5 separate regions of the Mus musculus genome follow, and all the other regions are linked to region 5. A link is a contact called in public Hi-C and promoter capture Hi-C data. All regions are on one chromosome and are shown on one strand. Each heading gives the region's core, a stretch centred on a gene start, on an enhancer-like site or on the middle of the called end of the contact. The rest is flanking DNA. Distances are from core to core; before and after follow the strand shown. Region 1 holds the start of Vwa2 (von Willebrand factor A domain containing 2). Region 2 overlaps Vti1a (vesicle transport through interaction with t-SNAREs 1A). Region 3 overlaps Vti1a (vesicle transport through interaction with t-SNAREs 1A). Region 4 overlaps Vti1a (vesicle transport through interaction with t-SNAREs 1A). Region 5 holds the start of Habp2 (hyaluronic acid binding protein 2).

Evidence for each region. Promoter capture Hi-C pulls out the DNA fragments that hold promoters and counts their contacts. A called contact is a pair of places that touch in the nucleus more often than the background predicts.
Region 1: a contact with region 5 is called in a promoter capture Hi-C map of liver, with 2.3 times the contacts expected there. The contact joins the promoter of Vwa2 here to the promoter of Habp2 in region 5.
Region 2: a contact with region 5 is called in a promoter capture Hi-C map of 3T3-L1-derived adipocytes, with 6 times the contacts expected there. The contact joins the enhancer-like site here to the promoter of Habp2 in region 5. A contact is called at or near these places in 7 of 39 promoter capture datasets (the 3T3-L1 cell line, 3T3-L1-derived adipocytes, the SN4741 cell line and 4 more) and 3 of 115 datasets of contacts at active chromatin or transcription factors (differentiating embryonic stem cells, embryonic basal ganglia and embryonic stem cells).
Region 3: a contact with region 5 is called in a promoter capture Hi-C map of the SN4741 cell line, with 4 times the contacts expected there. The contact joins the enhancer-like site here to the promoter of Habp2 in region 5. A contact is called at or near these places in 9 of 39 promoter capture datasets (the SN4741 cell line, cranial neural crest, embryonic stem cells and 6 more) and 1 of 9 other capture datasets (embryonic stem cells).
Region 4: a Hi-C map of myocytes shows a contact between it and region 5, with 2.4 times the contacts expected there. The contact joins the enhancer-like site here to the promoter of Habp2 in region 5. A contact is called at or near these places in 14 of 39 promoter capture datasets (the 3T3-L1 cell line, 3T3-L1-derived adipocytes, the SN4741 cell line and 8 more), 3 of 484 Hi-C or Micro-C datasets (cranial neural crest, myocytes and palatal mesenchyme), 3 of 115 datasets of contacts at active chromatin or transcription factors (differentiating embryonic stem cells, embryonic basal ganglia and embryonic stem cells) and 1 of 9 other capture datasets (embryonic stem cells).

What each region holds. Positions count from the first base shown.
Region 1 is chr19:56,873,029-56,875,728 of GRCm38.p6, forward strand. It overlaps Vwa2 (von Willebrand factor A domain containing 2), which reads left to right and starts at 1,388. Exons shown (of 14, transcript NM_172840.2): 1 at 1,388-1,550.
Region 2 is chr19:55,559,206-55,561,905 of GRCm38.p6, forward strand. All of the region lies in intron 7 of Vti1a (vesicle transport through interaction with t-SNAREs 1A), which reads left to right. Among named protein-coding and RNA genes, the nearest start is that of Gm41871, 140 kb to the right of the region's middle. Within about 2 kb of position 1,281, at least 4 of the 459 cell types and tissues checked have an H3K27ac peak or open chromatin away from gene starts, as enhancers often do. A contact at or near this core is called in 3T3-L1-derived adipocytes, where this site is marked.
Region 3 is chr19:55,439,213-55,441,912 of GRCm38.p6, forward strand. The region is part of intron 5 of Vti1a (vesicle transport through interaction with t-SNAREs 1A); the gene reads left to right. Among named protein-coding and RNA genes, the nearest start is that of Vti1a, 120 kb to the left of the region's middle. Within about 2 kb of position 1,364, at least 31 of the 459 cell types and tissues checked have an H3K27ac peak or open chromatin away from gene starts, as enhancers often do. A contact at or near this core is called in the SN4741 cell line, where this site is marked.
Region 4 is chr19:55,541,292-55,543,991 of GRCm38.p6, forward strand. The region is part of intron 7 of Vti1a (vesicle transport through interaction with t-SNAREs 1A); the gene reads left to right. Among named protein-coding and RNA genes, the nearest start is that of Gm41871, 160 kb to the right of the region's middle. Within about 2 kb of position 1,355, at least 99 of the 459 cell types and tissues checked have an H3K27ac peak or open chromatin away from gene starts, as enhancers often do. A contact at or near this core is called in the SN4741 cell line, embryonic stem cells, myocytes and 1 more, where this site is marked.
Region 5 is chr19:56,286,596-56,289,295 of GRCm38.p6, forward strand. It overlaps Habp2 (hyaluronic acid binding protein 2), which reads left to right and starts at 1,317. Exons shown (of 13, transcript NM_001329935.1): 1 at 1,317-1,457. The coding sequence starts at 1,401. It overlaps Gm32257 (a long non-coding RNA gene), which reads right to left and starts at 2,075. Exons shown (of 5, transcript XR_877947.3): 1 at 1,962-2,075.

The sequences.
Region 1 (2,700 bases), core at 138-2,637, 590 kb after region 5:
TCAAAGCTGCCAGGTGCCAATTTCCCCGAAAGCTCTCAGACAGGACGAGTTGGAAACCATCCGAGAACTACAGAATGAAATGCAACAGAGAGATGTTAAATACAAAGAATGTGTAAAAATACAAAATGGAGTATTTACCTGGCAGGTTGGCATTTACAGGAATACTGGGGGAAAGCGCAAAAAATAGGGAACAGATGAGCTTCCTGGAAGACAGTTATGTTAAAAACAACAGACCTTGGTCAGGGAGATAGCCTAGCTGGCAAAGGCACTTACTTGCCCTCAAGATTGCCAATGTGATTTCAATCTTCAAAAACCATGTGGTGGAAGAAAAACAAAATGAACAAAAACCCAACAACAAAAAACAAAACTCCCCCCAGATCCTCCTATGTCTTCACATGTGATGATGCACCTGCACACACAAACACAAGTGTGAAAAATGGAATTCTTGTATATAACTTGTAGTCTAGGAAATTTACTAGTTTCCAAATGTAATTGGGCCGCCCCACCGAGATACCTGATTGGAGTGTTAAACTTAAGGCCTCAGCATTAAGCAGTAGCAAATGGTGTATATAGGTAGAGCAGAGTTACAACGGCCCAAACTGCAGATGTTCAACTCAGGTGTGGATGATCAAGCATCAATGGAAGAAACTAAGGTTTTGAAGGAGGAAATGAAAGCTTTTCCCCAGTGGTCTGCAGCTGAGTACCAGTGGCTTTTCTATTTGCTTTCTCTTGTTTTCTATTTTGTAAACTTTTCCAATGAGCACACAATATGTAGTTTTGATTAAGTATAAAAATGATTTGAGGGTTTATCTGCACGGAGCACCTGCCAGAAGGGACACCGTTGTTTGTTCTGTGACAAATACCTGGCACCCTCTAAGTTAAAAGGCGAATGCTGCCCAATAACCACTCACCTGCAAGAACTAACAGGCCGGTTGGCAAAAAGCAGAAGACAAATGGAAACGATGCCAAAGTCAACATTTCCTCAAGGGTGGAATCGATAAAACCTGCGGAGTAGCCAACACTCTCTGTGACCACAGCCGCACCGCTTGCAGCGGCCAGGTCGCTCGGAAGTGTTGATGATGCTGCGGTCCGTGGGTCGTGGGTCGCGGGTCGCCGGGCAGGGCGAGGGACGAGGCGGGCGCGGTTCCCTGGAGCAATAGTTGCGCCGCCCTCACGCCGAACGTCCGGATCCTCACAGGCTGCATCCGAGCGGCCCGTCCCGCCTCTGCTGGGAGAGACCAACAGGTGCCCCACGTGGCTGCGAGCCGCAGCGCCCCCCGAACGGAGCCCAGCCTACGCCGCGGGCAGAGCAGCTGTGCGCTCCGCGGGTGGGAGCCCACGCCTTCCAACAACTGGGGCGGGGCGGGGCGGAGGACTGGGCGCACCCTTGCCAGTGAGCGAGCGAGCGTGTGGAACCCCAGGCCTGAGCCCGCGCCCCTACCTGCCCAGCCAAGCCGAGTGCCGCCGGCTTTGTTCGCTTTGTCCTCGCGCACCTAAGCGGCCGGCCTGGAAGAACGCCATCCCGGAGAGCGCACGCGGCGTCGCACCAGGTAAGGGGTGCTGGCCTGGGAGGTGGGGGCCGGGGGACAGGCTGCGGATGGAGAAACGCGAGCGGCCTGGCGCCGTAGTGGGGACCCCTTCCCTGGCCACTGCAGAAGGGGCTGGAGTTTTGATAAAAAGCTTTGGGAACTTGCTCATCACTCCGTATTATGAGCACTCAGGTGCTACAGCATTTCAACCGGGTTTCCTAGACAGACAGCCTCGTCCTTTCAAATAAGTCACTTCCTGAAGAACTCGAGGGAAGTTCGCTGCTCTGAGAGCGAGACAGGGGTTCTGCTTTTCGCAGAACGCACGCCTGGGAGAGACATGCTTGCCTTCGGGCTCCCCGCAGCAAACATCACCTGGCTCGGCCCTGTTCTTTGCCCTTTTCCAGCTTGCCCAGGACCAGACGTCAGTGGCGGGCAGAGATAAAGTGGGAGGGGCTCAGCACATTGTGAATCCGTGATTTAAAAGTCTGAGCTCTAGACAGAGGCAAAGGAGCGGATGATGCTCTGCTGTGTTTGCTTACAGCGTTGCCTGCCGGCATCAGCCTGGACTTCTCAGTAAGGACCGCACTAGGGAAGGGAGGGGATGATTGTTAGTGGTATGGCATCCCACTATATGCTCCCTTGGTTAAATAAACGGAGAGCCCTCTGAATGCCTGTGGATTCAGTCCTAAAACTTCAAAGTCTCCTTTGCTCCGAAATGGTCTTATTGAGAAAGAAACGGAAAGCGTCTGGATGGTTAGCTCAAAGCTACCTTCCAGGGCATGGAATGTTCTAGACTTGATTCTGAGGCAAAGCCCAGGGATACAGAAGGACTCCTCCCTCTATCATCCCCAGTGTGCCTGAAAATCCATCAAGGAAGTATTTCTTGTCAAATCTGATTTGGGTCTACCCACCCAGAACTTAAAGACAAACCAATTCACCCCCACCTTCAGCAGACTATGGAACAAGCCAGCCAGAGGCCGGTGTTTCTGTGGTTGAATGGATGGGAAAACCCGAGGGCTAGCTTTATAGTTAATAGCCAAACTGAGCAGAGGTACAAAGACTTTGCATATACCTTCTGCCCCGCCCGCCCCAACCTGTTCTATTACCATCTCCCACTACATGGGATTTGTTAAAAGTGCTGAGCCTTCAAACTCCACAGTTGAGGACTCAC
Region 2 (2,700 bases), core at 31-2,530, 730 kb before region 5:
GGATAGTCTCTAGATAGTAAAGGAATTTATTGATGACTTACAGTCGGCAGCCCAATTCCCAACAATTGTTCAGTAGTTAGAAGGGATCTTGATCGTTTGGATCTTCCACAAAATATCACATTGGTGCACTATATTGATGACATTATACTGCCTACTGCTGCCCTTTTCTGATACTGGTCATTCTCAAGCTGGTCTTTCTCAAGCAAAGACATCTAACAGAGTCGCTGCCCTGCTCAGTTCCCTCCTCCGTCCTTCAGAATGGACACCGCAGTCCTTACTGTGGCCTCGCAAATCAACTCTCCACAACGTGGCCCTCCCTCCGCTCCTCGGTGTCAGTGACTCCTCTGATAAGCTCTGGTCCAGCCACCCCGGGCTGCTCGCAGGTCTCTGACACCTAAGGCTCACTTGCTCCTGCATCTCTTTGTGCAGCCTGCGTCCTCCTCGGCAATCAACGGTCTTCCTGCAAGAATCCTCTCAGCCCCAGCAGCTGCCACACTTCACCTTCCTCCTGATCTGCCTGTCAGAAAGAGCTCTTCTCTTTAGCCCCAGTGTCTAAGTTAGCATCGCATCTGAATAGCCTGTGACAGTCTGTAGTTGGGAATCTTTATAAGTCTCTTCCCATTGCCCACCAGATCTCGCTTCCCCATCTTCATGTCTCTAGTAGCAACAACTAGTGTGTAGCTCTTCAATCAATAATTACTCGCAGGATTTAAATTCCCTTCTCCAAAGAAAAAGCTATGGCCAGTAAGGAGCCCGAGTCCCAGATAGGAGGTACAGTAACAAGGACTAACATTCAAAGTCCTAATTACTTTGGTCATTTGTTGAATTTAAGTTACCACGGTGGTTTACCAGGTTCAATTAGAAAATGTAACTTTATTGCAACCCAACCCCCATTCTGTTTCTTACAGATCTCAAGAGTTTTATACTCAGTTGCCAGAAATCTTTTTTTTTTTAAACCGACAAATTGTCCAGGGGCCATTTTGAGGTTGCGCAATAGGTTGATTGAGTCCCGGCCAGGCTCTGTGCACTTGCTCTACTGCACACAATGTAGATGCACAGGCCACGTGCAAACGCCGCTGTTCATTGTTCCCAACCCTCCAAATCCACGTCTTTAAAAACAATCAGTTGCATTCCTCTTAAATTAAATGCCAAGTAAACAATGCAAATAAAACTATTTTTCTTGCAGAGACAAAATTGAAAATCTGTAACTAATTACAAATTGGCAAGCCTCGAGCCTACAAATAGCTGAACTCTCTACCAATGTATCGTTTACAGTGAACTCAAAGCCAGCTTCCTCACACCAGCCGTCCACAAGTTATTAATCAATGCTGTGCCAAGCCCTGGACCTCACCTCCCCCAAAATCATCATAAACATTTAATTTTCAATGTGGGCTTCATAAACAAAGCTGTTAAAAATGAGAGAAAGTTTAATTGGTCAGACACACAATGCCTGTTCGTGGAGTCTGAGCTGGCTTCCCGTTTAAATACTCTGCTCTTCCCCTACTCAACTGAGCTGAGATTAATATTCTGTCCCTGTGGCCCTTGGCTTTCCTATGGCACTCTGAGCACTACCAGACCTTCCTTAGTTGAAATCCTGGCGAAAAGCACCCTGCTCACAGGCCACAGAAAACAGGGTCAAGGAGCGGCTTTGAGTGCCACAAGTGGGAGACAGAATTTACCCATGGCTTTATTTTGGGGGTGATCCTGCTTAACATACATGTACTGAAAACTGCAAAGATGTGGATATCTTTTTCTTTCCGTTCAGTTTTCACTTTAATGCCCCTCTGGAGGAAGCCTTTCCCCATCTCTCTTACTAACATTTGTCTCCTTCTCTGACTTTGTATAGCTTTTTTAAGAGTTCTGAGTTCCTGTGGCTGGGGTATAAGTCATATAAACAAACATGTTGCCAAAAATCTTGGCCTCCCCCTCGAACCCTATTCCCCACAATGGTACCGTACCCGGTATACTAGATTTGAATACATGTTGGGTGGGGAGACAGTTTGACGGGTGAGGGAGTAAATAGAAGGAATAAACTTGTGTCGTGTGAGGCAGGCAGCAGAGCTAGAGCCAAACTCCAAAGCCTGGAAAAGGCATCGGGTCATAGCTGTATCTTCTGATAGAAGCCCACCACTGCCCCAAGGTGCAGAGCTGGGGAGATCTATACATACTCAGTGCATCCAAGAGAGAGGTGAGCAATGAGTTCTCTTCAACCTCACAAAGGTTGCTCTGTGGGAAATCGATCACACACACACACACACACACACACACACACACACACACACGCTTGTAACTCCCAAAAGCTTGAGTAGGAGCTAGCGACTTGAGATTACCTGACACACATTGGGGCTTACAGTGAGATGCCTCCTTGCTGACAAAACCGCCCCAGCTAGAAAGCAGGTAGGTGTTGGACGAACTCACATGGATGCTTTCAGAGGGAGGCAGGCACCAAGCGTACCGTGGCTCCAGATGACATCATGCTCCCTTTTCGTCCCCACACTCTGAGTCTGCAGTGATGAAGCAGGCAGAACACTCACTAAATACTTGGAGATTCCCATGAGATTCGTTACCGTTCAGAAGATGGTGAAGATGACACGTGTCCTAGCACAATAACCAGGCTAAACTTTTAAAGGCCTTTTTTGTGTGCAGACTGTTCCCTGGGAAGCCTTAGATAGGGTCTGTAGTATTTTAGGTACCCTGTGG
Region 3 (2,700 bases), core at 114-2,613, 850 kb before region 5:
CACCCACTACCCCCCAGAGCTCCCAGGGACTAAACCACCAACCAAAGAGTACAGATGGTGGGGCTCATGGCTCCAGCTGCATATGTAGCAGAGGATAGCCTTGTCAGGCATCAATGGGAGGAGAGGTCCTTGGTCCTGTGAAGCCTCTATGCGCTAGTGTAGAGGAATTCCAGGGCCAGGAAGCGGGAGTGGGTGGGTTGGTGAGCAGGGTTGGGGAGAAGGGATAGGGGTTTTCAAAGGGGAAACCAGGAAAGGGGATAATATTTGAAATGGAAATAAAGAAAATATCTAATAAAACAAAAAGAAAATAATGTCCATGAGAACAGATCTGTTTTGTTCTCTCTTATATCTCCAGCTTCTAAACTTATGCTGTACAGAAGGGAAATGTTCCATATATATGATCTAATAAAGTGGGTGAAACTCAGTATACACCAGGCTGGTATGTGTAGTACTTAGCAGACCCTGACTGGTGTAGCCATTTTGGGAGAATGAGATTGAAGGGAACCACTCATCTCCAGGGTCAAGGTTTGGAAAACCTTCAGTGGAGAAAGAGACAGCATGAAGGTGAGCCTAGGTTTGGGACACTAAGTAATATTTAGATTTATGAACTCAAGGACAAGGTGGAGAGAAACCACTTAAACAAAGGTACAGAGATAGAATAGCCCAGGATGCTTTAAAAAGGAAAATACTAACCAAAGAGTAGCCAGAGTCAACAATGCCTGATGACAGTAAATATTGAATGTTAGTAAAGACTAGTCAGCGAGTCTGCTCTGCCTAAGCCATTGAGATAATATTCAGAAGGTCTAGGCTAACATCCTGACCTGGCATTCATTTACTCTGTTTTTAATGTAAGCATTAATTTGTATGTGGGAATTTTATAGTTATCAGGCAGTTCTCTTAAATGCAATCATTAATTACTCCATTCTTTAGCCAAGAAATTAGGTCTTAAAGAATTCACCTCTTCTTCTATCACAAAACAAGGATATGGTGTGTCAAGTGTTTTAAGTAAAAGCATGGGGTGTGCCATTGGCTGTCACTTAGTCAATAAAAATGGTGCCTTTTTCTCTCTTAGCAGTGACTTTGTGAAGGACTTTGGAAAACTGAATGGACACATCTGAAATTGGGTTTCAATTTTGAGAGAGCACAAATGATCACAACTCATATCACTCAGTGGCCTAGTACTGTTCAAATACTGTTAAAAGAGTTGCCTTTTTATAACATTACAAACAAAACAAAACATAAAAGTACAAAGCCCCATTTGTGGGATCTGGGCCATATCCATGGGAATGCCTGGATGAGAAACTATTGAGAATGTGAAGAACCGGGGCTGGAGAGATGACTCAGTCGTGAAGGATGCTTGCTACCTTTAAAACAACAAATAACTGAATCCCATGCCTATTACTCATGGCAGGAAGCTCAGAGTCACCTGTAACTCCAGGTCCATCTGATGGCCAAAGGGCATCTGATGACCGTTTTGGCCTTTGCACACACTTTATACATCTTCATGTGCACACAAACACATTAAAATTAAACCTGTTTATAAAACAGAGTGGGAAGAGCAGGAAAGTGTGGGTGTCGGCTCCTCGAACCACAGTCACACCAACCAAAGCCTTCCCCAAAGAACACTTAAATGTGAGCATTTTAGTCGGCACGCGCAGTTGAGTATCAAGTCATTAACTCCAGCACACTTCCTCCTTCTTAAGAGCAGAGCTGAGCTTAGCTGTCCTCTGACTTCAGCCTGCCCAGTACCTGCTATTCATTTCAGAAATGAATTCTATTTTTTCAAATCTTTTACTTAGGCAGGTCCACAGTGGCAGAGTTCACACCTTGGCTATTGCTTTAAAAAATGAACAACTGATATGCAAAAGTTTGACAAACTTGAGCTAAGGTCACTGAAGGCTTAAATGGTAAGAGCTTAAAAATATTAAGGCAGACAGAGACTAAATCTCCTCCAGGTCGATCCTACAACCTGAAATGTTTTCCTAAACATATAAACCTTAAAATAATGTTAATAAATCTAAAATGCCTCAAGTAAATGTGGAACTCCAGTTGTTTTAATATAGAAATATTAGCACTAATGGGTTTCTAAGACATCTCTGTAGACTTATGGTTAGTGTTTTCAGTGTTAGCCTTTATGAAGCTGGAACTCACATGTGTTCATAAGGGATGCATACACTGGGAAATTGTGGTCAAAATGTCAAACAGTAAACATCAGAGTTCAGGCTAGTTCACTTCAATATTTATGTTAATTTTGTAAAAACTTATTTGGATGATTTTCATGATAGCCTCCACGTTAGAGAAAAACCTTCATGGAAACTTATTGAGGATCAATATTTTAAAAATCGTTTGGTCACATAGAACTACCTGACAGTATTATCCAAATAGCCTGCTAAGGAAAGCTGCTTACCCTATAAATGTACCTTATGATTAAAACAGTACATCATTATCTGAGGTCCAAAGTCTTCTTGGTTAATAGATTTAAACGGTTTTTAATCCAGTCAATAAATGTGAAGGTCCACTGGCTACATTCTCTTCAGGCTTCTGCTAATTAATTATGGCTTATTTTGCTCAAGTTCTATTGTCATGCTGGCTGTGTAACTCAGGGCAAAGACTCACTCTAGTGATTTGCACCTTGAGGTATTGAATTGGAAGCCAATCAGGCTTGACTCAAATGAATTTGGACACTGGCTAAACAGGAAC
Region 4 (2,700 bases), core at 105-2,604, 750 kb before region 5:
TCAATAATTTAAACTTTAAACCATGGTGATGATGAAAACCAAGAAAACCAGTTGACCTACTTTTTTTTTTAAACTAACGGACTTTGAGGGGAAATATAGTTTTGTGGCACCGAGCTTCGAGGGTCTCCTTTGTTGAACACTTATGAACTTACAGCCCTGAGAGTACTTTAGGAAACTTGCTGGCTGAGAGGATGAGGAGAGTGGATAAACGGGAGAGAAGGCCAAAATAACAGGGGTAGGAAACCTTTAGCTCATAAAATACTGCTTTTTCCCATTTTTAGGAAGGGCATCTCTGGAGGCGCACCTCCGTCAAGCACGATAGGCAGCAGGCCCTCGCGCCTCTTTTCCTTGCCAGATATTTGTTGCAGACTGGAAGACATTTTATGATATTTATTTGATGACACACACCTGCTGGGTAGATGAAAAGCGACAGCTCCTGAGGATGACCCACTTCAAGGGCACAGTAAGCTTCTGAAGACTTTGGCAGGCTACCCTGCATCTTTGCAGTGCCTGTTGATGTCACTTGTTGCTCGTATCTGAGACCAGGGCCTTGTACACGTGTTGGAGGCAGGCTGCTAACCCCAGGGAAGAGATTTCTGAACCACTAACTACTTTGTAAGTACACCAAAGCCTGGCAAGGCAGCTGCTTTGTCAAGCAAACTGCAAACTTGTGAAGAGCTCATCTCAGCAGTCAGGATGTGCATCAACACAGGAGCGCACCAGCTGGGAGCGGACCTCCTAGGCTCCCCAGAGAGGAGATGAGTCCAAGGAGAAGGTATGGGTCCCATAAGGTCCCACTCAAGGGAAGATGCCAGGGAAGGAAGGGATGCATCGTTTTTCTAAGAGTTCACAGGGTAAAGAGAGGTTCCGGTTGGGATCAAGAAAGAGCAAGAAACATTTGAAACATGTGGGACACTCCTCCCATCCATCCTGTGCAGCCAGCCCTCTTGTCTCAGGCTTCCTTCACCCACATGAAGTCATGGCAGAGTAAAGATCTGGTAAAATGGGGAGGGGGCATCTGTCTAGTGAGAAACTTTACATGATATAAATTTTGGAGAGGCACAGCAGCAGGCATGCACAGGGGTGTTCTTAACTGTGTTGCACTTGCTGCCGTGGGATGCCTGGCCTGAGATGAAGAAGCTGGATAAAGGAGCATTAGAGCAGGGCTACGAACAGCAGCATGGAATGGCAAGGCAGGGGCTATGGGTGGGCACTCTGCACAAACCCAGTGAGGGACAGGGCCGGGCTTGCTACCCAAACACAGCTTCAAACTGTGCACTGCACTTCTTCCTGCCCTGAGCTTTGCTGTACAGAAAATCTAGAGGTTCAATGAGGGTGGGGAGAAAGTGACTCACTGCTAAAGAATGATAAACTCTGAATCATGACTGGATGAGGACGATGCTTGTTGATTCATAGGAAGTCTTGTCTGTGACTTCATGCGCATGTCTGGAAGCCTGGCTGGAAAGACATGCTGCAAGCTTGTGTTGTCTGTGACGGCCTCGCCTGCTCAAGTTCTCTCCTCTTCCTCTGTCACATACTGTACCCCAGGTCACCTTAAGTGTGCAAGCTGGAGACTCAAGACCAAATCATTCCAAATAGCTTCTTTTATTTTTCCTACGTTTGGGAGACAGAAGATGCACTCAGAGCCAAGTTTGCCTGGAGCTTTGGGCTAAGACACTAGTCATTTCAGGCAATGGAAGAGAAAGTAAAGGACGGTGTCTACTTTGACGTGAAAGGCAGAACCAATAGCAAGTTCTTACACAGTTGATTTCAAGTCGGATTGTGGGTACAGACTTCACAACTTTAAACCAGCCTATTGTGTGTGCTGTCCCTAATGGAGGCTTCCGTTTTAACACAGACACAGTGAACAAACATTGATTTCTGCAACTATTTTCCGTTGAAACTACCTGATACCTAAGTACCGGGTGGGGTGACTTCCCCCTCGCTTTCCGTGAGCTAGAAAAGACCGTAACTACTTGTAAACCCAGCTCAAGAGTTATGCATGTGAATGGTGTTGGCCAAGGTGTTGAATGCAGCCATCGTAATGATGGTGCCCTCTCACAAAGCTAAGCAAGCAGGAATAATGCTAAAATGAGGGACAGCCATTTATTTACTGTACTTGGCATTGTTCACTCTAATAATGCGTTTCAACACAGTAGAACTGCTAGATAATGCGGCTGTGGCTTTTATGCCCGTCATTGTTATTTAAATGAACAGTCGACTGCACTGTAATGAAGAAATGCATGCATTTCCCCAACTCACTTATCAACCAGGATTCCAGGAAAATGAGAATTTGTGTCTGTCTTCATTCACAGAGCAAACTGGAGGTCACTGTTTTCAATGTGAACCTTTTTTTTTTAGCTTTTCAACACTGAATAATTAGGAGTCGCTGCTTCTGAAATTACCTGTATTCACTAGAGAGAAGAAAGACTTTTATCTTCACGATGAAATACATGCTCTCATTCAGACTTGGCCATTCTTTCTCCTAATAGCATTTTACACCGTCGAGTCAATCCTAGGTAGTAAAATAAAAGAATGTCATTTCCAGAGCCACAATAGCCTTGTTTATTATTTACCTCCCTAAAATTCAGCTGCTCCTGAAAAATAATATAAATGTAAAAATGGGTTTAAAGCAATCGAACATATAAAGCAATTATCCACATAAGATGCCATTATAGACACACACATGTACTCGGCACT
Region 5 (2,700 bases), core at 67-2,566:
CACACACACACTCTCTCTCTCTCTCTCTCTCTCTGCTTTTTCACAGTCAATTTGGTCTTCACACGGATCTGCTCCTACTTACTCCTGGGATGTTCATCTTGAGACAAATACCCAACTGTTCAACCGATTGTTCACCTACTTGTTCATGTCCCCCACCTAAATCTACTGAGTGTCCACCTATCTTAGGAGCTCACTCTTCATCTCCCTCAGCCTCATGAACATTCCATCAAAGGGGGCAGAGAGAGAAGAGATATTGATGGGATCGTAGATGTTCTCCTCATGACAGCTTTGTGAAGTTTGCATAGCAAAACCCATCTAGTGAGCGGCTTTGACTTCAGGTTCCTTCACAGGGCCTGTGGGGCTCACCACCATGGTCACTGGCTTCCAGAGGGAGGAGCAGCCTCTGGCTGAGCACCGTGAGTGCATGTGACCTGTGGGGTGGCTGACGTAAGCATCAAGCACGAGTCATTTGGCACCATTTCAAGCCTACATTGAAGAACCAGGTTGGAGGATTGCTGGAGCCTATACATAGATTATTGTGGACAGACAGGAGCGTGGGATCCGCTCTAGCTGAGATCGATTGAGTCCACAAGAATCTATCCTTCCCAGGTCATTTCTGCTTCTGTAGCCTGCCTGCAACCTGTGCTGCTAGGTAAGGAGCAGTGGGAACAATTGTCCCAAAGATGAGAACCACGGCTGTTTATCCTCCCCCTGGTCAAAGAAAGTCTCCAACTAAAGGGGGGGAAATAATTAAAAGTAAAAGCCTTATGTAATGAGATTTAAAAGAAAACTTTTGAAGCCAACAAGCTGCTGTGGGCAGCACTTCAAAGGGCCCAGGATCAATGTTTGTCAATAACAGTTTGGCATTCTTTAATTTATCGTTCATGAATATAAAGTGGGATGTTATTAGGAGCCCGTCCATGTCTTAGTTCTGCTTGAGATTTGGAGATCAGAAATCTAGCAGTAATCTCAGAGGTGGCAGAGGTTCTTGTCCGATCTGGAGTCCTTTATCCTGTGGTTAAGACGCCGCCCATACATCCAGACCTACAGCATTGAACATTCCCTAGCTCCTACCTGCACCCACAAGCCATGCGGCTCTTTATTTTGTCTGCTATCTTTGGAGACTTTTTTTTTTTTTTTTTTTTTTTTGCCTAAGACAAGGCACCCCTTGACTCTGCCCAACCCCCAAGTTGCCATTTGTTTAATCAAGATAGTTGGTTTGCAAAACATTAAACAGTATTTGATGCCTAGTTAATAATTTGCATCCTCTCCATTCGTTCCGGAATCCCTCGAGACTGACATTCCCCACCCCCCAGCCCCCACCCCAAAGGAATAGACAAGAAGAGAAACTGCAGAGGGAGAGAACAGAGAGGCCTTCAACTACACAGATATTTGTCAGGATGTTGGTGTTCCGTGTCCTGCTGCTAATCGCCCTGGTGGGGAAGTCAGTCATTGGGGTAAGTGGTCACCTCACGTTTCTTTGGTTGAGAGACTCTAAGGATTTTAGCAAAAATCAAACCATCTGGGTTAGAAGCAAGGGAAATCTTAAATTGGGAAAGGCTGGTGTTGCCAAGTTGTGTGTGTCCTGACCACAAGAGCTAAAACAGGCTGAATCACGGACTTCTGGGCAGTCAGTTTTACAATGACATGTGTGTGATATGAACTCTGTGGCAAAGCCTCCATGAATTCGTCCCCACAGAGGTGACTAAGGCACACAAGTACTCTGTATCGTGGATGAAATCTGGCATGCGCCTCGGAAATCCTCTGAGAAGTCCTGTCCCTAGGAGACTAGATTAGGGTCTCAGCCTTAGCTCACATGTCAGATTATCTATTATCTGGGGCTGACATAAGGACTCCTGAGCTTTGACCTCAGGGGGATACCCTGGTGGCTGAAATGAACCCAGCAGAGGGTTCACTTAGCTGCCTTCGATTTGTGGAGAAGCTCCATGGCTAATACTTACTCTTCTTTTTCCCATGACCACAGTAGATGAGACAGGGAAGATGAGCCAGGGCCCCAGGGAGCTTGTGGTGAGCCAGAAAGGGAAACGCTGTAGAGGGACTTTGGCCAGGGCTCTGAGACCTTTGGGTTGAATGAATAATAGAGATGCTGGCCTAGCTAAGCAAGGAACACACTGGCTATGGACCGAGGCTTGAGTGTTGAGCCTTGGAGCCAGAAACAGTGTTGATTTTGTCACAGCATAACTGAGGAATATATAGCCATAATAATACCGCCCCCCCCCCCCGCCCCAAGCCTCCAAGAAATCACCAACAACCAACTGCTCTTGTGGTAGAGGTCATGGCAACAAAAGGTTGCAGACATGGCGGCTTCCAGTAAACCGTAGCTCTTTCTGCTTTTGTTTTTCTTTGTGGTGCTGCTGGTGATCAAACCCAAGATCTTTATCTTGTGTGCTAGGCAAACTCTTTACTGGGAAGCCAATCCCCACCCCAGAGTCAGTTCTACTCCGAGAAAATGCCCAAACTGAGCGTAAGTCCCCTATGAAAATCAGAGCACAGTCCCTTTGACGAAGAGGCATGGAAGAGAGATGGGAGAGGGTGGGAGTCACTGTAAACTTCTTGCATCCAGTTAAGCACTTTTGAATTGGATTTCCCTTTCAGGGTGTTTCCTGAGGGAATGGAATTAAATTACAGCCTTGCTTATTAGCTTGTCCATAAGAGAATGGTTACACCTCGGCCTGAGTT